Regions from separate parts of the Mus musculus genome. Here all the other regions are linked to region 7. The links are chromatin contacts, called in public HiCAR-type, HiChIP or PLAC-seq, Micro-C and promoter capture Hi-C maps. All regions are on one chromosome and are shown on one strand. The core of a region is the stretch at or near the end of the contact, and the rest is flanking DNA. Distances in the headings are between cores, read along the strand shown.

Region 1 (2,920 bases), core at 215-2,714, 640 kb before region 7:
CACTTCTGGTTTTCATAGTCAATATTTTTATTAGTAATTACTAAATTACAGAGTATGCAGACGGATTTTTTTTTTCTGTGCATACAAACACACACAGAGTTGTAGATATACAGTAATTGCTTTTTAAAAACCTGTCTTGGAGCCTGGTGGTGGTGGGACACTCCTTTAATCCCAGCACTGGGGAGGCAGAGGCAGGTGGATTTCTGAGTTCGAGGCCAGCCTGGTCTACAGAGTGAGTTCCAGGACAGGCAGGGCTACACAGAGAAACCCTGTCTCAAAACAAAACCCCCCCCAAAAAAAAAAAAAGAATGCACTGGCTCGCCGGGCAGTTTTATATTTTTATTTTTTTAAATGATGTGTGTTTATGATTATTTGATATATGTGTGTAGATATCCCCAGAAGCTAGAAAATGACAGAACCCCTGGAACTAGATCTTCAAATCCAGCTTAAAAGACTCTATGTATCTCCTGTGTGTTCTGCTTTTCTTGAATTCATTGTGGGTCAGATGTTTGAAATCCACGACTACCTGGTAACCTGAAAGTGAAAGGTTTTGCAAGGCTGGGGATTGCGTTTTACTTGGATTTGATAGCACTTCTGTCTCTGCCTAAAAAGTGCTGATGAGTTCCTGATATTCATGTGTATCAAGGGAATGGGTTTGCCTCTGTGTAGAACAGTGCCTGAAAAGGCAGAAGGGAACATGAAATAAAGCATTGCATAAGTGTGCATAGGATCCTTGAGTTCAGTCAGCTTTACTACCAGTAAATGCACTTAGACTCAAGATCAGAAGTGGGTCTGGATGCAAGGGAAAAGTGGTTCTTGGATAGTCCAAATGGATGGGAGAGAAGAGCAGCTTTGTGTTTTGGTGGTACTGGCTGTGGCCTGGGCTCTGGTGGGTGGCTGGTCATATAGGCAGTGGTACATAGAGCCTCTTTACTTAGGAACCAAACCACTGTTGCTCCAGTGAAAAGACCTTTTATGGAGACTTATCCCTAAAGGCTTTGTGTGTGTGCTTTTGTAACTACTGGGCTGGGGAGCCACGCCTAGCTGAGTCAGGACAGTGTTGCAACTTGCCTGCCCCAACTGGTTAGAGGCAGGTGTGCTGGTTGGATTTGCCTCTCCTGATGTGCCAGGTTTTGGTTTGTATTTTTTTCCTGTTGGCTTGTGAATTACATTGTTACACAGCAATCACTTTTCTGTTCTATAAATAGTCTAGAACCAGAGGATAGTAAGAAATACTAACATTCTTGTAGTAAGAGCTGTGATTCTGCCTGTGTGAGGAAGAGTGACCATCCTGCTTGTGGATTATTAAGGCTATGGCATAGAGTGTTTGGGTTTGATTTGTGTTGTACAGTTTTTTTATTGACAGAAGAAGAGAATATGAATGCATGAATATGGGTGTGCATGAGTATGGGTGTGCATATGCCACAGCTCGTGTGTGGAGGTCAGAGGACAACTGGGGAGAGTGAGCTCTCTCCTTTCACAATGTGTGCTCTGGGAGTTGACATCAAGGTACAAATGTCCTTGCTGAGCCATCTTGCCAGCCTCTTTGTACATGTGTTTGTGTGATTAGTTGAAGTACTGAGTTGGAGTTCTTTTTTCTTTTCCTTTGCTCTTGAAACAGGGCTTTATGTAACTGGCTGTCCGGGGACTCACTGTGTAGACCAGGCTGGCCTCAAACTCATGGATTCACCCACCTACCTCTCTCTGATTCTCCAGTGATTGGATTAATTAAAACCCATGGTGGGACACTATGCCCGGCTTTAAAAACAGCAACAGCAGCAACAACAACAAGAACAACAAGAACAAACCAACTCCTAGTCTTGTGTAACTCGCGCCCTCAGTCTTTATTCTGTGGAACTGGCATTGGAGCACTGGTCCTCCCGCCTCCGCTTCCCAGGCATTGGGGTGATGCTGTGTGCTGCCACGCCTGGCTTCGAGATTTTTTTTCTAGATAGAAATGTTTATTGCTCATAAGTAATTTTCATATTCCTGATGTGAATAATGATTTACTTTAGAATTGAAGGTAAAATCAGTTCCATGTGGGTGGTGAATAAAAAATTAGCATTAATGTTATAGATACGGTCTACTTGGTTCCTTGTCAAAATTCCTTGCCTGACTTCAATATTTCATTGTAATAGAGAACAATATATAAAGCTGGGAGTTTTATGTTTTCTTCCTGGTTGCTATAGAAACAGCTGAGGTGTTAGTGACTGCTGATGCAGTGCTGGGTTGTGGGCCTTTCCACTTCCCACTTCCCTGGAGGGAGGGAGGGAACATCTCACCTGACGGTCACAAGAACATCAGAACCTGCTCCATTAGAGAGAAGTCACATTCTCTCCTTATCTAGGTGCTGTTTGTCAGCTTTGTCCTCCAGTGGAGTGCTCATGGCTTTCTTCTTACCTGGGAGTTAGTTTGTATGTCTAGCTCCAGTGGCTATTCAAGAATGTTGTAGGTTTTTTCTCTTCTGTAAGATAATCCTGCAGAGAAAGCAATCAGGAGAGTCTATTGAAAAATGACTTCATGAATAACATGTAAAATTAGTCCCCAGTTGTGAAGTTTCCCAATAAGCCATTTGCCCCCCTGTACTACCCAGGTGTACTATTCAGTGTCTATTCAAGAAAGGAGAGAGAAAATTAGTAAGGGTTGAGTTCATCTGCATGAATTCTTGTTTAAAGGCTAACTTTAATATTGTTTTTTAGAAATCCTCATGGATGCTCATTCAAAGGTTTATTTATTTATTTTCTAATTTATTTTTATTTTATGGTCATTGGTGTTTTGCCTGCATATATGTCTGTGTCAGATAGCCCTGGAACTGGAATTACAAACAGTTCTGTGTTGTCCTGTGGGTGCTGGGAATTGAACCCGGTTCCTCTGGAAGAGCAGTCAGTGCTCCTAACAACTGAGACATCCCTACAGTGCT
Region 2 (2,989 bases), core at 290-2,789, 880 kb before region 7:
GCCCCATAGCGAGAGTCCGGCCTGCTCCTGCGCAGAGAAGCAAATGTGACATAAGCGAGGTACTCGCAGTGCAAGGGCCACTCTTCCCCCTGGCCTCCGAACACTGCAAGCAGAGAAGTGCCCGCACCAGGCTTCCTAAACACAAGAGTAGCGGGACTGGGACTCGGGAGCTGGCCTTCCTCACTGAACACTCAATATTCAAGGAACCCCAGATGCCTACAACGAAGATGAAACTTAACATCCCTATTCTGAAAATGTGTCCAAGCCGTGCCTCAAGAAACTAACTCACTGTTCATCCCTGTCCATCTATAGGTGCCCTGCCTGCAGCATGTGCATGATGCCACCCAACTGCCCCTAGTGGGAGTAAAGGACAGCTTACATAGGAAAGCCATTCTCAGATGACTGAAGAACACCACACTAATGTGATGCACATGGAGGCTGTTAACCTAACTAGCTGCTGCTTGTTCACAAACTCGCAGCCGCACAAGGAACAAGCAGTTAGTTCACTTAACTCAGTTCCCAACGCAGGTTAGGTTATAGGCCTGTTTTAACCATCAAGAAACTGGGGTTCAGAAAAAGTTAAGCAATTACCCTAAAAGTCCATAGCACGAAGAGCAAACTTGAAGCCACACCTGTGTGCCTTCAAATCTTACGCACTAAATAGCAGCGACACAGAGCTGTCTGGGCGGCAGAGGAAAGGGCCTCTATCGGCAGTTCTCCAGAGGGCCCGCGTTCTCCAGAACCAGGAGGCCTGGTTTGCTCTCATTATCACTAAGCTCGCACCGGGGCCCGAGGACGCCTGGAACCCACCAGCTTCGTCTGTACCGTCGTCGCCTGTGTCCCCGCAGGAGCGTGTCATCGAGCCCCAGCTGAGCTGAGCAGCCGCCCCGTCAGCGCTCGTTCCGCCGCTGCGAGAAGGGCGACCCCGAGTCCGACCGCTTCCACAGCCGCCGCCCGAACCCCCGCGCTGCCGAGCTATTCCGGGAGACAGGAAGCGGCCGAGGCGGTCCCGCTTCATGGTGGTAGGCGACACTCGCTCCCTGCTCCGCGCTGCTCGGTGTGGCTCGGCCCCCTGACTTCTTGCTAGAGCGGACTTAACTTGGCACACTCCGTGCCGTTCCGCTACTCTCCGCCGCGCTGCCCCGCTCCGCTCGGCTCCCCGAGATCGGAGCCGGAGGAAGCGAGGGCTGCAAGGAAGCGAGGAGCGGTCTGGGGAGCCACAGCGGCCGCGGCGGGGTCAGGAGCCCGGAGTTCTTCGGGTCTCTCGGAACTCGCGACAGGCCCTTAAAGGAGGGGCAGCCCGGAGGGTGAACGGCCGCGGACTGCCGCCCGGGCGGTGGCGCACAACAGAAACCCTTCAGAGCAGTAGCTCTCCCCGCCAGCCTTCCCGTCCGCGCTCGCAGCAAGTTGGCCGGAGGAGGTGACAAGAGCCACTGACCCCTCCGGTCCCCTAAACCCAAGTCTGCGCGGCGGGGCGGGGCGCGGCGGGGCGGGGCAAGGCCGGCGGAAGTGTGTCCGGGTCCCCTTCCGGCGGTGCGCAGCTCCTGCGCCTCCCTCAGCTCCGCGCTCCGCGTTCCGGTCTGGAGGCGTCCGCCCCGTCCCGCCCCTGCCGCCGCGGCCTCCCGCTCCCCGCCCCCGCCCAGCGCCATGGCCGCTGCGGCCGGGGACGGCGGGGCGAAGCCACTGCAGAGCGCCATGAAACTGGCCAACAAGGCCATCGAGCTAGACACCGGCAACCGGCCCCGGGTGAGGCTGGGAGGGTCGCGGAAGCAGCTCTGGGAGGCCCTTTGCCCCTGGTGGGTGGGCGAGGGCGGGCGTGTAGAGGGATTCGGCGCTCCCGATGCGCGCGGCGGCGGCGGCGGCTCTGGGACCGCGCCCGGAGACCCGGGGCCCGGAGGCTAAGGGCGCCGAGCTCTGCGGGGACCTGGAACAGCTCAGCTCGCACTGGGCCTAGATTTACCTGTGTGATGAGGCGGTGTGACATAAGGAGGAGGTTCTGTTTGCAAAGGACCTACATCCAAGATGTAGATGACAGATGTGTGTGTGTGTGTGTGTGTGTGTGTGTGTGTGTGTATTCTTGACAGAGTCTGTGTAGAGTTAATCTAGAAAAGACCCGACTGTTGGCTCATTCAGGATGCTGCTGCTGTCTGCAGTTGCCTTCAAAGGTCATTTGTAAAGAAACCCAGGCACAAAAGGGGTGTGGCCTGTCACTGAGAATAACTGCTAATTAAAAGGATGGCAACAAGGTAGAAAAGCCGGCTGGGCCACCCAGAGCTTCCATAGGACAGGACGAATCACTGGTTGTCCAGTGCCCCAACTTAGTTTTCTAGGGCACCCTCACAAGACCAGAATCCTACCTGAAACCCATTTTATCTGAAGTGCTGAGCTAATTAAAGTTGGGTAATTTTGACAACGAGTAAAACGAAACACATACAGACCAGAGTGCGTTCTGTCTTGAGCTGTCACAGAGCCCAGAGCAGAGGGGTCACACAGCTGAAACCTGCAGCTCGGTGCTCTGGGCTCCTTTGAGCAGAGGGAATTATTCTGGAGTCTGTAGAATGTTATTTCTTCACCTAAGCCAAAACTTGAGATTGACAGATGAGCCCTTATCCTCTCCTCAGATTTCAGGAAGTGCTTTTCATGAGACATGGAAAGACTGCTAGTCTTTGAGTTGCACAGGAAGAGAACTTTGTCACACAGAGTGGAAACCCTTATTGCTGCTCAGGCAGCTCTGTGGAGCCTCCTGACTGAAGCTCAGCTCCTTCATGTGGTGGATAGTAATGAGAGGAGAGGTGTGTCTGTCTGGGAACTCCTCAGCACAGTGTTGAAGGAAGGAATTCTTTGATTTTTTGTTCTGTTTGATATCTTTTTCCCTTCAAGTCTAGACAGTATAGATACCATCTGTGTCCTAGCTGGACCATCCATCACTGAAGCCTAGAAGGAAGTCTTGTCAAAAAACAAGCAGGCACTGTTGGTCCTGCAGTTGTAT
Region 3 (3,286 bases), core at 735-3,234, 940 kb before region 7:
CAGTTTCCACCTCAGCGGCTCTCTAATTCTGTTTTTGAAATGGGAATCTCACAATATTGCCTAGGCTACCCCAAACTCCTAGGCAGAAATGATCCTCCTGCCTCAGCTTCCAGAGCTGATAGGATTTCTAACTTGTGCTACTGCACTTGTTGAAAATGCAAATTACGAAGCATCAACGAAAAGAAAACCGTTTCCAACGAAAGCTTGAAAACACACAGTAAGTACCAGCGGTGGTGATGGTCAGTTGGTGTGATTTGGGGTAAGCTAGTACTCTTTTTTGTCCTCATAGGCTGGCTGAGCAGATTATCTTTTTCTTTTTCTTTCTTTCTTTTTTTTTGGTTTTTCGAGACAGGGTTTCTCTGGCCACCACGCCCGGCTAGATTTCCTTTTTCATATGGAGGAAAATGGCCCTTTTTTGCCAGGTAGTGGTGGTACGTGTCTTTAATCCCAGCTCTCAGTCAGTAGAGGTAGTGTATCTCTGAGTTCACCAACCTACTCATTCAAAATAACAACAACAACAACAACAACAACAACAGGGTAGCAGGGGAGGAACAGTGTGGGTGGGGAGGGCTTGTGTTGGAGGGGGTCCACCTTGTGGGCAATGATGGAAGTACAGCCATTTTTTTTTGAGATTTACTTATTTATTATATGTAAGTACACTGTAGCTGTCTGAAGACACTCCAGGAGAGGGCATCAGATTTCGTTATGGATGATTGTGAGCCACCATGTGGTTGGTGGGATTTGAACTCATGACCTTCGGAAGAGCAGTCGGTGCTCTTAACCACTGAGCCAGCCTTGAGCCACATCTTCTAATAGGCAGAGCAGCTCTCTGATGCTCCTCTCTGAGGGCACTTCTGATGCTAGAGGCAACGTGGGGCTGCCAGACACATTTGATCCTGAACTGGGACGAGTCCTGGCCATAGTGATGAAATTTTGTAGAAATACATTAAAAAAAAATTGGTTCTCTTCAGTTTTATATCTTTAAGTGTTCTCTTTGATGGGTAAAGTGACTTTTTGGCTCCCAGTGTGACCGTAGCACCTCCAGGTCATGGAGGCAGATAAGCCTGATTCCTGGGAAACTTCGGTCAATCTTTGTCTGCTCTGCTCTGGCTCTGATAATGGCTCCTCCAGCTGCTGACTGATTCCAGGCTGGGTGAATTTTAATCACAACCTGGCTACTATGGCCGGTTCAAGCCTGTCTCTAGTGTCCTGTCTTCCACTAGTGTCTGCGTGTGCACACACCTGGGGTAATGCTGAAAATCAAGGACAGTGGCTGCAGTGCACATAATGCCCTCCTTCAGTTTGCTTGTTTGTTTGTTAGAGTCGGGGTTTCTCTGTGTAGCCCTGGCTGTCCTGGAACTCGCTCGGTAGATCAGGCTGGCCTCCAACTCACCGAGATCCACCTGCCTCTGCCTTCGGAATGCTGAGATTACAGCACCGCCCCGCACGTAAGGTGGATTTAAAAAAGGAAGAAACAAGAATGACAGCGTTTTTGTGGCTGTTTTTCCTTCCTAAGTACTTTGAGCGCTTAGCGGGGAGTGATAGCAACTCTAATTTCAACCCTTGAAAGTCACACCCCAGCACCAGAACTCCTTTGGTCAATTTTCCCTCAGAGTCAAATAAGCACAGCAGAGTACTCGGATCGATCCTGTGTAGTTTTGAACAAAGCAGGTAAAAGTGCTTTTTTTTTTTACCGAAAACCTGGGTCCAGTTTGTCACGTGATCTCCCCAGGCCAAGCTCTGGGCCATTAGCAATTCTGCGCCACTTTCCCTCTAAGTTGTCAGGCGCAGGTGTATTGCACCAAGGCTGCCACCATACTGCCTTCTCTGCCACCCGAACGCAGCCAGACTCCGGGACAAGTACTACAACCAAGAGGAAGAGGGCCACAGAGCAAGGGTCCGCCCTCGGGGGTGTGGTCAAGCATGCTCCTAGCCAATGAGCGCCAGCGCCTGGCCGCGGCCAATCGGAAGGCAGCGCGGGCTGCAGAGCCGGTGTTCCAGACGCTATGCCGGGCTCGCCGGCTAGGGGTGCTGCCATGGGTGGTGGGCCCCGGGGCCTCCGAAAAACTTGGACCGAGCTGCTGGGTAGGTCTTGCCATTTCTGCCTTCTGACCCCCAACCAGCGCCAGTGCGGTCCCTCCATTCTTCGGGGTCCGGGTTCAGATCCCAGCGTGGCTCAGCCCTGCCCGCGAGTCAGCCGTCCTGGGCCGCGCTGGTCCTCTTAGGGCCATGGGCCCCAGGCTTCCTGGTCCTGCCGCTTGCTGCAAGCGCTAGGTGACTGTCCAGACTTGGACAGCTTCTCTCTGGACCTCCGCGCAGCGTGTCACCCTGTGTACGTTGCACTATAATTTTCTGAGCAATTTTTTTTTCTTTTTAAAATATCTTTAGCGGGCAGAGTCAAAAAGCAAAAATATGATCCTGAAAGGGAACAGAAATTAAAGGATTCTGCTCTGAAACTCCTGAGATACCATCAAAATATGCATGACCTTTTGCTAGAGGTAAGAGGAAGTTGTCCTGGCTGAGCAGGTTGGATGTTCGGAGCCAAGCCAGATCATAATCTTTTTAATGTCCTTCTAAGCCTGAGTACTTGGCGAGTAACTGGTGCCGGCAAACCAGGTGGGAGGAGAGCTGAGTGTATTTTATATTTTATGTCTTTGGAGATGAAAGTAGTTGGGTAGTACATTTAATAATTCATGAAAGGCTTTAATAAATTCCTTCTGGGAAAAGTACTCGAGGGGCTGGAGGGTTGATTCCTGTACAATCTGGTTTTTGTTTGTTTGTTTGTTTTTCTCTGTGTAATCCTGGCTGTCCTGGAACTCACTCTGTAGACCAGGCTGGCCTCGAACTCAGAGATCCGCCTGCCTCTCTCTCCCAAGTGCTGGGATTAAAGGCGTGCACCACCACACCCAGCAAGATGGAGTACAAGTTGTAAGCTGAAAGAAGCATCCCGAGTTGCTTTTGGTCATGGTGTTTTTATTACAGCAATAGAAATTCTGGGGGCTGGAGAGATGGCTCAGCGGTGTTCCAGAGAAACACCCAGGGGAAGAGAGCAGTGTTTGTAACCTGTGTGGGTGTGGGGTGGAGGAATTCACTGCTGACAAAGGGATGCTTTTTGTCCCAGAAGCCGACTTTACCGTTTGTTGACATGCGCTGCACCCAAATTGGATGGACAGCCCTCTCTTGGAGACACTTTGACTGAAACATTCACTGCAGACACTGGAATTGTTCTAAATATTAAGATAAACATTGTTTCTTTGCAGCAAACACAGACTGTGACAGAAAACGC
Region 4 (3,066 bases), core at 50-2,549, 670 kb before region 7:
TATAAATATTGATTTTAGTCACTTAGCTTTTCTGGTTCACAAATACACAGATGCTCTTTAAATAGGACAAGGCTGGAAGTTTGACTACTTAAAACTTTTTTTTTGTAGATTTTTTTCTGTGCAGAAGCGTATTTTTTTTCTGTGTATATGTATGTGTACTAGTGCATGTTTGGGGAGCCCCTAGACAATGTTAGATCTTCTAGAACAGGAGTTACAGATGCCGGGAATCGAACCCAGATCCTCTGGAAGAGCAGCCAGTGAGTGCTTTTGACCGACAGGTCATCTCCCCAGGTCCCATTTACTTTAAAAGATTTATATGTAGTCTATATGTGTGAGTACTCTACTCGGGTGTGAGTTCCTGAAAAGTCAGAAGATGTCAAGTCCTCTGAAGGTGGCTGTGAAGCTGTCTGAGGTGGGTGCCGAGAAGGGCAGCACGTGCTCTTAGCCGCCGAGCCATCTCTCCAGCCCTGGTTACTTGTTATTTTATATTTTATTATATTATGAAATTGGCTTTCACTGTGTAGCCCTAGCTGGCCCGGAACTCAGAGATCCAGCCTGCCTCTGCCTAAGTACCGGGATAAAAAGCCTATACCAACATATCAGACTCGTCACAATTACTTTATGCATTTTTCTGAGACAAAGGTTTCATGGAACTCAAATCTTGAACTCGAAATGTTCACAACAATGTACTCTGAGCTCCGGATACGCCTGTCTCGGTCACTACAGCGCTGGGATTCGAATTTTTAGCTCGTTTGCAAACCAAATCACTACTAACGCAAACCATCATTAAACTTTTTCCGCGTTCTGTAAATTCAAACAATCAGGCACATGACGATGCGACTTTGCTGCCTAGCTCTGAGGTTCGTCAACCTTTTTTTTTGTTGTTGTTGTTGTTTCATGAACCATCGCGGTGAAGTTCTGGAGCCGGGGAAGGGAGGCGGCTGAAGCGCGCGCGGTGTCTAAGGAAACCTCCGGGCAGAGTCTGGAGCTCACCACATCCCGGTTGCTAACGTGGCTCACGGGACTCGGAGCGAAGCGCAGTCCAGGAACACCTCCAGGAAAGAGCCGGATCGCGGGTGGGGGCCGAGGCCGCCTTTCTCCTTCGCGGCCATCATCCCGGCTGCCTTTGCTCCTGCAAGAGCCTCCTGCCGGCTAGAGACACACATTCTCGAAGCTCACACAGGCTCACAGGCGACACACGACCTCGCGTCCGCAGCGCAAGGCCAGCCGGTACAAGCCGGCTCCCACCTTCTGGCTCCTTCGACAACAACCTTGTTTCCAGACCGCGGCCTCATCACTTCCGGCACCGAGTAGGGCCAATCGTCGTGTCCCGTGGCAGGGAGGTCAGCCAATCCAGCGGCTTTCTCCGCCTGGGTCTCCTACGCACGGATGCCAATCATTCCCGGACGTCTCCCTAGCGCCGCCCCGTGCCTGTTACGGAAGCCGTCGGGCCGTCTGAGCCCTTTCACCCCGGCATCGCATTTCCTCTCCGACGTGACGTAAGCGGCCCCTGCCGCTCTGCGGGGCGGGCCAATGGCGGTGGCGGATACGGCGAGCCAATGGGCGGGAGGCTCTCATGCGGCCGGCGCCCGCCGCAGCCACCGCTGGGTCCTGGAGCCAGAGGCCGCCCGCGACAGAGCGCGATGGACCGAGGGCCCCAGCCGGGGAGGCGCCGCGGCGGAGTCCGCGGCCAGACGCCCCCGCAGTAGCGTCCGCGCGAGCGCCGCGGCCCCGCGTGAGCTCCTGCACGCCGAGGGCGGGCTTGCATCCCGCCGGCCCCGCACTCGCCGCAGCCTCCAGCCCGCGCGCCGACGCCGCCTTCCCGCCCGGGCCGCGCGGCCCGGGAAACGCGGCCGCGGGCTGCATGGGCAGCGCCCGCGCCCCGCCGCCGTTCCGCCGCGGAGCCGCGTCGCCCTCGGAGCCGGGTGAGAGGCGCCGGGGACCTGGGGGGTGGTGGTCGGGGAGGGCGTCGGGCGTTCCTGCGGCCTTGCGGCCTGCAGGCCTCCTCCGCTGCCCGCCGCCGCGGGTGCCCCGGGGCGGGCCGTGCGCCGCGAGAGGCCGGTCGGTGGGCCGCGGGGGTCCTGCGAGCGACCATGAGGGGCCGAGGGCGGGCTCCGAGGCCGGCCTCGGGGCGTCCCGGGGGTCGGGCGGCCGAGAGAGGCTAAGGAAGGGCTCCGGGGTGGGCTGTGGCGGCCGTGAGGACCGAGGGCGGGCCTTGAGCGAGGGTCGATGGTGCGTTAGTGGGTCCCGGGACGCTGTGAGGACGACGGCGGGCTCCCGGGAGTCCCTGGGGTCCTCAGTGGCGCGGGGCGCCGACCTCTGACCCTCGGGAGGGGCTCCGTCGCCGGGCTGGTGGTAGTTGTTATTCCCAGCGTCCCTATTATTATCGTGTTTTGAAATGGGAGCAGGCGGCCCTCGGGCTGCGAGCCGAGCCGGAGGGGGCGGGCGAGCCGGGGACCTGGAGCTGCGGGGTGCGGAGGCGCGCAGGCCCGAGTGGGGGCAGGAATGCGGGGCGGCGGGGGGCGTCTGGGGGAGGGGAAGGCGGGACTCGGGGGGGAGAGTGGGAGGAAAGCGGTGTAGGCGACGGCTGCAGGAGCAGCCTTTGGCCTCAAGGAACAATGTGAGACGTTGCCTGAAATGTTAATTTCCGTTCCTCATTTCATCATCCCCTGGCAAGGCGGTAGCTGCGAGAGTGTGTGTGCGTGTGTGTGTGTGTGTGTGTGCGTGTGTGTGTGTGCGCGCGCGCGCCCGTGTGTGTGTGTACGTGTGTGCAGGGTTGGCCCTGCCACATGGATCTAGCCCCTTCACAGACGGATGTGCGGTTCAGTTCCTATGTATGTGGCTTGGTGTGGAGTCTCATTTTTTTTCTCAAGGCCTTGTCTTTACCTGGTGCTCCTGTAGGTTTTTCTGTTTTTGTTATGTTTCTGGAAAGCTCGTCTGGGGTTTGGAAGACTGGTGAAGGTTAAGCTGGTTCACAGGAAGGCTGTATGCTCCGAAATCTAGTTACATGTGTATAGTTCTCATGTTTCACAGTGGTTTCTGCAGTCGTGAGAAGTTTTACACCCA
Region 5 (3,183 bases), core at 681-3,180, 730 kb before region 7:
AAGGAACACAAGCCAGTCCTTTAAAATCTTGGCAGTTAGCCCATGGTGGTAATGAATGAATGCCTGTAAACCCAGCACTTGGGAGGCAGAGGCAGTCAATCTCTGAGTTCAAGGCCAGCCCAAAGCTACAGAGAATCTCTTTCTCTCAAAACAACAAAAAGTGCCCCCCCACCCCAAAGATTGGGAGGTTGTCCCCAAGGTAAGAGAACTTTCTTTCACCAGCCTGAAACCTTCACCAGTCTCTAATTAGTCTGTCACAACACACTTTTTTATCCCTGCCAATCTTGTCTATTACGGAGCTGAGCCTACAGCAGTGTCCACTTACATTCCGGATGGGCATCACAGGTCCTGTCAGCTGGGTGGCCAGCTTAAGTTCTTCAGCCTGTTTTAAGAGTAAGAAAAAGTTGAGTCCAGCTTCCATCTCATGCCTGTTACTTATAGACCCCATTATCACGGGGTCTGCTTTAGTTCCCAAGGATCAGGCTGCCTGGGCCTGCAGCACCTAGCATTTTCCGTCCCGGTGCGCTGGCTGACTACAGCTCCACTGAAGGAACAGAAGAAAGCCATCCTTACCCCACCCTCAGGAAGCCCACACTGACAAGAAACCCACCGATCCTTGTTACAAAACTCTTTACACTTCTGAATACCGAGATACTTTCTGTACCGAGATGCCCCTGAACGTCCTGGTAGGGTGAACGCTCTAGAACAGCATACCAGGCTCCAAGTCAATAGCTCCCAACACTAACAGACACTGGAAAGCCCAGGGACACCATAGTGGCTCCCACTGATCTGCACGCGTCACCGCCGCCCCCAGTACGCTCTAACCTCCCACTGCTGCACTCATGTCAACTCTGCAGAGCTGGATCCAAGAACACAGACTCTATCTACACTGAGCCGGACCTCTGCCGCCCCGCAGGACTTACAGAACTGTCTCCCTTCTTCGGAGCAGAAGGCTTCCTGGGGAACAGGATGAGCTTGGAGCGGTACTCCTTCAGGCGCTGCACGTTGGCCTGCAGTGACTCCGTGGACTTGTTTCGCCTCCTCGGGTCCACAGAGATGCCGATGGTGCGAGCCACTTTCTTGTGGATGCCAGCCACCTGTTCAGAAACAGAAACTGGTCACCCACCTCGCAGTCACCCCACCCCAAGCCGGCCCTGCCGAGAAAACTCGGTGTCATCAGATGGAAAAGGGTTCAAAAGTACTTTCATCAAGTCAGTACAGCGATTCCGGAGAATGTCATCATTCCACCGAGCCCGAGGGACCTGCCAAGGGACCTCGCCCTGCCGCACTCACCCTGAGCTCCTCCAGGCTGAAGCCCCTGCCAGCCCGGACCTTGGTGTGGTATCTCACTGTAGGGCACCTCACGATGGGCCTGATGGGGCCGGACGCGGGGCGAGGGGCGATGCGACGCGCTTTCGCCTGCCGGGCCTTGCGCCTGCAGGAAAAGCACAGCCGTCACCTCCTGCCCCACGCGCGTCCCCGCCCTGGAGCCCACGCGAGCCACGCGCGATCTATACCTGCGGATCTTGCGCGCCGGCTGGTTGAACCAAGTGTCCACTCGCTGCTGCCAATCCTTGTGGAAGTGGGGCTTCAGTATCATGCCATTCCGGCTGGGCGCCATGGCTGCCTAAGGCCGCGAGGGAGAGGAGGGCGGCGAGTCAAGGCCAGGGTCCCCAACCCCGTCCCGGGTCCTCCCGCCCCTGCCCTGGCTCCGTGCTGTCGGCGCCCGGGCTCCTCCATGGCTGTCCGTGCGGCCTCTCTTCGCCGATGACAGCGGATGGAGGGCGATGGAGCCCGATGGACCACGATGGGACCGGCGGCGGCAGAGACTCACCTCCTATACAGGAGAACGGCCGAGCGGAAAGGACCGGGCACCGCAAAGCACCCTGGGCTTGTAGGGAGTCCGGCCAATCTCAAACGCCAATCAAAATCAGGCGAAAGGGAAGTGACGTCACGCGAACCCGCCCGCCGGCGGACCATCGCCTTTCTAGCCGTCGGGTTGGTTATTCTCGCTGGTTCCTAACTTCGCAGTGTGGGTATCTCCGGCGTGCTCAGGGGCGCACCTATGAATTAAACCCCTAAAACTCTTTCTCCCTCCTAGATCCAGTGTTTTTTCCCCGTCCACCCAGGAAAATTTATTATAGATTTGCCTGGAATTTATGTTTCCCCAGAACTGAAGCACGCACCCCCATTCCAGACTTCCCCCCCCACTTTAAGATTTTTATTTATTTTTACTTTATTTGTATGAGTGTCTCCCTGGTTTCATGGCTGTGCGTCGGATCCCCTACTACCGGAGTTCCTGGGTGCTGAGAATTGAACTTCTGAAACAGCAAGCAGCCAGTGATCGTAACTACTGAGTCATTTCTCCAGCCCCAAACTCCCCCATTTACTTAGATAACTCCTTTAGCCCTGACTTAACTCCTCGGGGGGAAATCAGGTGTGACGAAATACAATACTGAATTCCTACCCACAGTAGCAGCGACAACAAAACAGCCAAGGCATACACTGGTCCTACACCTGTATGCCTATAACCTTTTTTCACTCCTCATTCCCAATTACCAGGTTTCTTCCTGATCAAAATTCCACTACAGAAGCTGTAGAAATGGCTCAGTAATTAAGAGGGCTATAAATTTAAAAATCCACATTATACCCGGGCCAGATATCACAGGACCATAATCATAATTCATCTAGAAAATGAGACAGGACAATAGCAATTTCAATGCTTTTTGAGCAACTTAAACCCTCTTTTCTTTTTTTTCTTCTCCTTTTTTTTTAAGATTTATTTTATTTATGTAAGTACACTGTAGCTGTCTTCAGACACACCAGAAGAGGGCATCAGACTCCATTACCGATGGTTGTGAGCCACCATGTAGTTGCTGGGAGTTGAACTCAGGACCTTTGGAAGAGCAGTCCGTGCTCTTAACCGCTGAACCATCTCTCCAGCCCAACCCTCTTTTCAAAATTAAAAAGGAAGGGCTGGCAAGACAGCTTAGAGGGTTGAAGGTACTTGCTGCCATTTTATTCCTGGGACCCACATGGTAGAAGAGAACCAAGCTCTACATGCTGAGCTCATCCATGATATATATATATTTTCTCTGTCTCTCTCTCACACACACACACACAAACACACACACACACATACCACACACGCGTGCGCGCGCGAAAATAATGTCATAATGAAGC
Region 6 (2,974 bases), core at 70-2,569, 900 kb before region 7:
ATAAAATAGGCCCTGTAAGAACAAGTGACCACTTGGGCTGTCTGATTGAGGTAATGGGGGTATATGGGTGGGCAGGCTCCTAGGAGTTACTTGAGGTAGGCACTAGAAACTGAGTGCATCGTGACAGGATGCTGTTGTTAAAGGCCTCATAACTTCGCTTTAAAAAATTATTTACTTTTATTTGATATGTATGGGTGTGTGTGTGTGTGTGCGCACGCGTGAGTGACCTGCAGGGGTCAGAAGAAGGTGGTAGATATTTTGGAACTAAAGTTGCAGACAGATGCAGCTGCCACATCAGTGCTGGGATGTGAACCTAGGTCCTTTGCCAAAGCAGCCAGAGCTCTTAAAAGCTGAGCCGCCTCACCAGGCTCAGGCTCAAGTTTTAACCCCTTGGGTCACTGTTATCTTGAGATCGTATTTAGACTTTTTTTTTAAGAAGTGTTTTAGGGGTTCCCCGCCCACCCCTCTTTTTGCTGGAAGCGAAGGCTTTTTCCATGCTAGGGAAGCTCCCCACAGATGGCTCCATTCCCAGCCATCCTCCCTGCTTTAGTCACACTCCTAATGCTTGAGATATCAGCCCACATGGACAAAGTGCCTCTCCGTGAACCTCGCCTGGTCTTTGTGGTGTGAGCTACCTCACTTGTGTTTGGCTGTTTCCACTTAAAACAGTCACCATGTCCTTGAGGCCCTTCCCTGGTGCATAGGAAAGACGGCTTGGCCACAGCTCTGTCCCCTGTCTTGCAGACAATGGATCCTCACTCACCTGTGAGCTCTCAGGCTGCTGGGGCTAGCTCCCACTGCCCAGTCACTGGCACTGTGTTCTTCTGAGAGAGACCACTTCAGGATGGTTACAAAGTGTTGCTCAGTGTTGACCTCGGCCTTCCACCATTGCAGACATGACTTCCATCAATGGGCAATCTATGAGCGCTACTTGCCAGCTCCGACGGCTTTGGGCGGCTGTGGTGGAGACCTGGAAGAGGCGTGCACAGTCCTTGTCAGCGAGATCATGGACTTCCACCAAAGGTCAGCCACACAGTCCTCAAACCTCCTGCTCTCTGCTAGTGACAGCACGGGTCAGCACAACTCAAAGAAACTCAGTGTCGTCTTCTGTGTGGAATTCCTCAGTCATTGAAACTCACACCATGGCTTCTTCATGGTGATCATTCATGTCCGTGCAATAGCACTGTAGGAAGTTACTTGTCCAGGGTCTCACTCTGTAGCCGACTCATCTAGAATTCAATCTTTCAGTCTCAGCCTCCTGAGGGTTACAGCAAAGTGAAACTGGTCAGTCCCCTCTTCCCCTTCGTCTCTTGAGCAACTCTGGAGGAGGCGTATATTGCATGTGCCTGTGACTGCTGCGCAGACCCCCAGCCCTTAGCAGTCTACCTCTTGCCGGCAGAGCTGCCTGCTCTGGGCATTTCATAGAAACAGAATCGCATGTGGGATGTGTTCCTGGCTTAAGCACTGGGCAGATATTTTCAGGGTCCATCCATGCAGTAGTATTTCATCCCTTTATGGATATGTGATGCTACCGAGCTGCTGGGAGCTTAGGCCACCCGGGTCCTCTCTTGAAGGAAGCTGAAGGGGAAGAGCAGTGGTGGGAGCAAGACTTGGCCTTGCAAGAGATTAGGGTTGCCTTCTATGATGACATTTCCGTCACACTGAAGCAGAAGCTGCAGGCCTCTGGGCGAATCAACACCTGTTGCTTAACAGCAGGAGACTAAGTAACTGGTAGGGCGGCTACAGCAGGGGACTACATAACTGGTATGGCTTCTCTCTCTCTTGCCCAATAGCCTTGTGCCTCTGCCTCTTGCTTGCCAGGCTGGAGGGAGGTTTGGAGCAATAAACTTGTATTGAACCAAGCAAGAGACGAGTCAAGATCACAGAAGGAAACAGTTTTACACAAGCAAATGTACATAAACACATACACACATTCATATACACATTCATGCACACACGTTCATATACCTACATACACTCCTGTTGGGTCCAACCAACTACTTATCTCATATCTACATACTTAGATACACACATCCATACTTACATATGCAGATGGAGCAAAAGCCCAGCTGCCAGCACAGAAAGAACTCAGTCATTCTGGGTGAAAAATGAGCTCCAACCTTTACTGCACAGAGAAAGGAGAAGCTTCTACCTTTTTATTGCGAAATGAATTAAACCCGAGTCTGTAAGAAGAAAGCGCTGTCCTCTTTAGTAAGACAGCCTGCCTTGTTACGCAAAGCCCTGCTCCTCCATCTCATGGTGAGGAGAAGCCTGCTGCTCTCTCTGTAGCTTCTTCTTTGTCTTTCTCTCTGCATTCTGCATACTGTTCTCTTCCTCTTCCTTCCAATTCTGTCCTCTCCTTTTGCCACCTAATGACATTTCTAGGGTTTTTTTGTACCTTTTTAGGAGAATAGATCACATGGTAATTTACCACAAGTTTAAACAAATTCAAATCATAAATTGCATAAGATGTTTACAACAGAGATGTTTGTATGTGTTTCCATTGAAGCCAGTTATCTAACTGGACATTCATTTTCTCTCACTAGCTCCACAGGTTCATTGAAAATTAGTGTAAGTTAACGGTGAGGTTTTATATCAGAGAGTTCTAGTTGTAGCCCTAACTATAAAAGGCTTAATAATTACTAGTTTAATTTTAGGAATTCTTATAGAATCATCACTAGGAATTAATAAATCACCTATTTGTTTGTATAGCATCACTATAAAACAGTCCATCTTCGCTGGTCTGCATAAAATCTGCCCAGCAGGGTGGGCTAATGCAGAAGGATTATTATATTAATAAGGACAGGAAAGGCATATCAGCTGCAGGAATCAAACCCTGAGATTTGTCCCTCAGGTCTTGCATACAGGGCCATAGTTCACAATCCATGATGAATCCGTCTCAGGAAGACCGCCTGCTAGCCATAGCCTTTCCGAGATGGCTCCCGACACTAAACAGTATACATCATCTTTATAA
Region 7 (2,921 bases), core at 200-2,699:
AGCTGGAACTAAGAGACCCCCTCGCTTCTGCTTCCCCCCAAGTTCTGGGATTAAGGTGTGGGCCACCATACTCAGCTGTGGGAGATGAAGTTTAGCAGAGCAGAGCCTATGTTGATGTCTAAGTTCTGTTATGCCTGGTTAAAAAAACTTATTCATAGCTCCATCCATGTATAGAGCAAGAATGTCAGGATGTTGAAAACACCACCCGCAAAGTGACTTAAGCTCTGCAAAAACTCTTCGGTAAGGAGATGGTCTCCTTGGGATGGTCTGCAGATGACAAGCTATCTCTTTGGAGATGAGCAAAGCAAACTTACCTGCTGAGTGTTCAGGAAGTAAATCCGAAGTGCTCTTAAAATGTTTGAGCATTCCCCATCTACGACTAGAGAGGAGTTTCAGCTTTGGGGACATATTGATTGGTTCCAGAACTGGCTGGCTTCAAACGTGTTCAGATCATTCGCATTCTCCTCTCAGGGGGCTGGGAAATGGGAACTAGCCTAGGGACAGAGAATCTCAACCTCTGCCTTGGGATAGGTAATGTGATGAAGAAGAAACAAATGCCTTCTTCTACTACCCTCAAATGGGTCTGAAGATTACTCTTGTTAATAAGTGCCAAGAAAAAGCTCATTTGAAACAGCTATTGTGCCCGGTAAACTCAGCTGTCAAAAGTATACGGGAAACTAAGTATCTAGTAGGGGCGAGACTATAGGTCTTAGTTTAATTTCCTTCTAGCACTACAATCGCCTGGCTACTTTACACTAAAGAAATGGCATCTCTAAGCTCACAGTCCAAGAGGCGAGGAGGTCACACTTCCTAAGCGACCCGGGACTCTTGGAGCACAGTGGGTCCGTCCAACCTGTGCTCGCTTGAAGTTGCGAGAGCAAGTTGCAGGAGGCTCCAGAGAGTTCAAAGTTCCCTGCAGAGCCCGTCGAGAGTCCAAGCGGGCCTCCTCCCGAGCCAACCTGCGCGATCCGCTCCCCTTTGTGGGCGGCGAACATGTGCCACGCCGAGTGGCCCGGAAGGGAAAATGACAGCTTCAGGAAAAGCAACTTCACCACGGCAGACCGCGGCGCGCCACGGCACCCGCCCGGACGTCCCAGGCCGCAGCGGGCTCGCGCCTGCCCGCTGTCCCGGCCCGCGCTTCGGCCCGCGGCTGCGCACAGCCGGGGGCGCGCCCGAGAGCTCGGGAGGCGGCGCCGGGCTCCGGGGCCTCGCTCCCGCCGCCGCTGGGGCGGCCTTCTCCCCGCCGCCCGCCGGCCCAGCTTACCTCAACGCGAAGACGGGAGGCGGCCACGGCTCCGCTGTGGTGGGGGCAGCGTGGACGAGACGTTCCTCAGCCTTTTCGCTCCTCACTGGCTCCGGCTTTGGGCACGACGCGGGCGGAACAAACGGGCTCCACTACCCGCGGGGGCCGGCCATTGTGCAACGTCATCAGGCCGCGACGGCCGTCTTGCGAACCGGCGGGCTTCCCTCGCTAGCCCCGCCCTCTTCCGCACTTCCTTCCGGCCTCCGCCGGCCTCGCCTCCGCGGCGCGCGCTCCCAAGGCTCTGCTACTGCGCAGGCTCACCGAGGTCGACCCCGCCCTCTAGCGGGCCTCCTGGCGGCGCGTGCGCAGTCGGTGGCTCTTCGTGGTAGTTGCTTGGGATGAGATCAGATGAGGAGCAGGCGGGATGCGTGCCGGAAAGGGAAAGCCCTTTGAGGCTCTTGGTGAGTGCGAGTGGACACTTCCAGGGTCTGAAAACTTAGCATTCGTTTCTTCAGGGCACGAACTTTCTGCCTTATTAAATATCAATATTTTGCCGGGCTGTATTTAATCCCAGCACTTGGGAGGCTGAGGCAGGCGGATTTCAGAATTCGAGGCCAGCTTGGTGTACAGAGTGAGTTCCAGGACATCCAGGGCTACACAGAAACCCTGTCTCGGAAAAAAAAAAATCAATACTTGACCAAAAGTGTTTTGGGGGCTGGAGTGTAGCTCTGAGGTTGAGACAGCACCTGCCAAGTATGTGCGAGGCCCTGGTACCCTCAAAAAAAAAAAAAAGATTTTGGAGTTGAAGGATTTAGATCCTCTTACCTGTTTCTGTGACGCTAAACATCTCTGGCATCGTTAAATTACCGTGACCCAGTGTAACCTCCCTGGGGAGGACTTAAACTGATTGGGTCATTTTTCAGTCCCCTCCTACTACCCAGATGGGGCTCAGCTGCTGGAGCCCGAAGTCCAACCCCCCCCCCCCCCCATGACCTGATAAAAGGTACGGAGATCATTAGGTACTGACCCCTTGCAAATTTTGAATCTGATCTTGGTCTTACTGGTTAGGGGCTGCCTGTCTTCCTCAAAGTGAAACCACCCGGATGCCCATAAACTGATATAAGGGGGGGGGGGAGTTCTGGTCTTACAGTCCTGCATTAATTGGGCCACAGAAAGGGATGAAGTTCAGACACATGCTACAAACACCGAGGACGCCTAGGAAGGCGCCAGTCATGACAAGTCGAATACTTTTGACTCCATAATGCGACTGAACTATGCCGCCCACCCTCCAAGTTACTTACATGTGAAGTCCTAGCACCAAGCTGGTATGGATTTCAAAGCAGAGCCTCTCCGTGAGGGTATAAAGGTGGGGTCTGGATCTCATAGATTGGTGTCCTTCAATAGATACCAAGGAGAGCTATTTGAGAGATCATGCTAGTGCTGGGATTAAAGGTGGCTGCCAATCAGGTCAGACAGAAGGTTCTCCCTCTCTCTCCCCCCTCTCTCCTATGTATGTGTGCATGTATATATGTATATCTCTTTTCATACACCACCACCACCACCATCTGAGGAGACAGTGAGAAAGCAGCCATCTGCAAGCCAGGATTAGGCCACGCTGGCCTCCCACCTCTGGAAGAAAATTAACACCAACTGCTCAAGCTACCCAGTGAAATGAGCC

The links. A called contact is a pair of places that touch in the nucleus more often than the background predicts. HiCAR-type assays count read pairs that join an accessible place to other places. HiChIP or PLAC-seq counts read pairs in DNA pulled down with a chosen protein or histone mark. Capture Hi-C pulls out chosen DNA fragments and counts their contacts.
Region 1: a contact with region 7 is called in an H3K27ac HiChIP or PLAC-seq map of embryonic stem cells, with 4 times the contacts expected there. The contact joins the enhancer-like site here to the promoter of Zc3h18 in region 7. A contact is called at or near these places in 3 of 39 promoter capture datasets (hippocampal neurons, liver and pre-B cells) and 3 of 115 datasets of contacts at active chromatin or transcription factors (effector CD8 T cells, embryonic stem cells and pancreatic cancer cells).
Region 2: a contact with region 7 is called in a Micro-C map of embryonic stem cells, with 3 times the contacts expected there. The contact joins the promoter of Zfp276 here to the promoter of Zc3h18 in region 7. A contact is called at or near these places in 2 of 39 promoter capture datasets (frontonasal cranial neural crest and liver), 2 of 484 Hi-C or Micro-C datasets (CD4 T cells and embryonic stem cells), 2 of 115 datasets of contacts at active chromatin or transcription factors (bone marrow-derived macrophages and large pre-B cells) and 1 of 9 other capture datasets (liver).
Region 3: a promoter capture Hi-C map of liver shows a contact between it and region 7, with 4 times the contacts expected there. The contact joins the promoter of Fanca here to the promoter of Zc3h18 in region 7. A contact is called at or near these places in 1 of 39 promoter capture datasets (pre-B cells) and 2 of 9 other capture datasets (adipose tissue and liver).
Region 4: a contact with region 7 is called in a HiCAR-type map of astrocytes, with 2.9 times the contacts expected there. The contact joins the promoter of 2810013P06Rik here to the promoter of Zc3h18 in region 7. A contact is called at or near these places in 3 of 39 promoter capture datasets (hippocampal neurons, liver and pre-B cells), 1 of 484 Hi-C or Micro-C datasets (embryonic stem cells) and 5 of 115 datasets of contacts at active chromatin or transcription factors (the 230-238 cell line, astrocytes, cardiomyocytes and 2 more).
Region 5: a contact with region 7 is called in a Micro-C map of embryonic stem cells, with 4 times the contacts expected there. The contact joins the promoter of Rpl13 here to the promoter of Zc3h18 in region 7. A contact is called at or near these places in 5 of 39 promoter capture datasets (embryonic stem cells, hippocampal neurons, liver and 1 more), 1 of 484 Hi-C or Micro-C datasets (embryonic stem cells), 3 of 115 datasets of contacts at active chromatin or transcription factors (astrocytes, embryonic stem cells and pancreatic cancer cells) and 2 of 9 other capture datasets (adipose tissue and liver).
Region 6: an H3K4me3 HiChIP or PLAC-seq map of bone marrow-derived macrophages shows a contact between it and region 7, with 4 times the contacts expected there. The contact joins the enhancer-like site here to the promoter of Zc3h18 in region 7. A contact is called at or near these places in 3 of 39 promoter capture datasets (liver, pre-B cells and second pharyngeal arch cranial neural crest) and 3 of 115 datasets of contacts at active chromatin or transcription factors (bone marrow-derived macrophages, large pre-B cells and pancreatic cancer cells).

What each region holds. Positions count from the first base shown.
Region 1 is chr8:123,019,600-123,022,519 of GRCm38.p6, reverse strand. The region is part of intron 1 of Ankrd11 (ankyrin repeat domain 11); the gene reads left to right. Among named protein-coding and RNA genes, the nearest start is that of Ankrd11, 21 kb to the left of the region's middle. Within about 2 kb of position 1,464, at least 115 of the 459 cell types and tissues checked have an H3K27ac peak or open chromatin away from gene starts, as enhancers often do. A contact at or near this core is called in embryonic stem cells, liver and pancreatic cancer cells, where this site is marked.
Region 2 is chr8:123,252,745-123,255,733 of GRCm38.p6, reverse strand. Zfp276 (zinc finger protein (C2H2 type) 276) reads right to left here and starts at 1,539. Exons shown (of 11, transcript NM_020497.2): 1 at 811-1,539; 2 at 1-27. The coding sequence starts at 1,018. Vps9d1 (VPS9 domain containing 1) reads left to right here and starts at 1,512. Exons shown (of 15, transcript NM_028200.2): 1 at 1,512-1,746. The coding sequence starts at 1,648.
Region 3 is chr8:123,317,274-123,320,559 of GRCm38.p6, reverse strand. Fanca (Fanconi anemia, complementation group A) reads left to right here and starts at 1,984. Exons shown (of 43, transcript NM_016925.3): 1 at 1,984-2,085; 2 at 2,389-2,498. The coding sequence starts at 2,007.
Region 4 is chr8:123,040,808-123,043,873 of GRCm38.p6, reverse strand. It overlaps 2810013P06Rik (RIKEN cDNA 2810013P06 gene), which reads right to left and starts at 1,299. Exons shown (of 1, transcript NR_045268.1): 1 at 1-1,299. It overlaps Ankrd11 (ankyrin repeat domain 11), which reads left to right and starts at 1,590. Exons shown (of 13, transcript NM_001081379.2): 1 at 1,590-1,925.
Region 5 is chr8:123,101,097-123,104,279 of GRCm38.p6, reverse strand. Rpl13 (ribosomal protein L13) reads right to left here and starts at 1,930. Exons shown (of 6, transcript NM_016738.5): 1 at 1,835-1,930; 2 at 1,518-1,627; 3 at 1,294-1,435; 4 at 924-1,097; 5 at 326-382. The coding sequence starts at 1,621. It overlaps Snord68 (small nucleolar RNA, C/D box 68), which reads right to left and starts at 1,222; the gene lies at 1,175-1,222.
Region 6 is chr8:123,279,241-123,282,214 of GRCm38.p6, reverse strand. Fanca (Fanconi anemia, complementation group A) reads left to right here. Exons shown (of 43, transcript NM_016925.3): 30 at 895-1,023. Among named protein-coding and RNA genes, the nearest start is that of Vps9d1, 27 kb to the right of the region's middle. Within about 2 kb of position 1,319, at least 34 of the 459 cell types and tissues checked have an H3K27ac peak or open chromatin away from gene starts, as enhancers often do. A contact at or near this core is called in bone marrow-derived macrophages, where this site is marked.
Region 7 is chr8:122,375,144-122,378,064 of GRCm38.p6, reverse strand. It overlaps Zc3h18 (zinc finger CCCH-type containing 18), which reads right to left and starts at 1,449. Exons shown (of 18, transcript NM_001029994.1): 1 at 1,265-1,449. Gm39270 (adenomatous polyposis coli protein 2-like) reads left to right here and starts at 981. Exons shown (of 2, transcript XM_030243895.1): 1 at 981-1,704. The coding sequence starts at 994. The coding sequence ends at 1,632.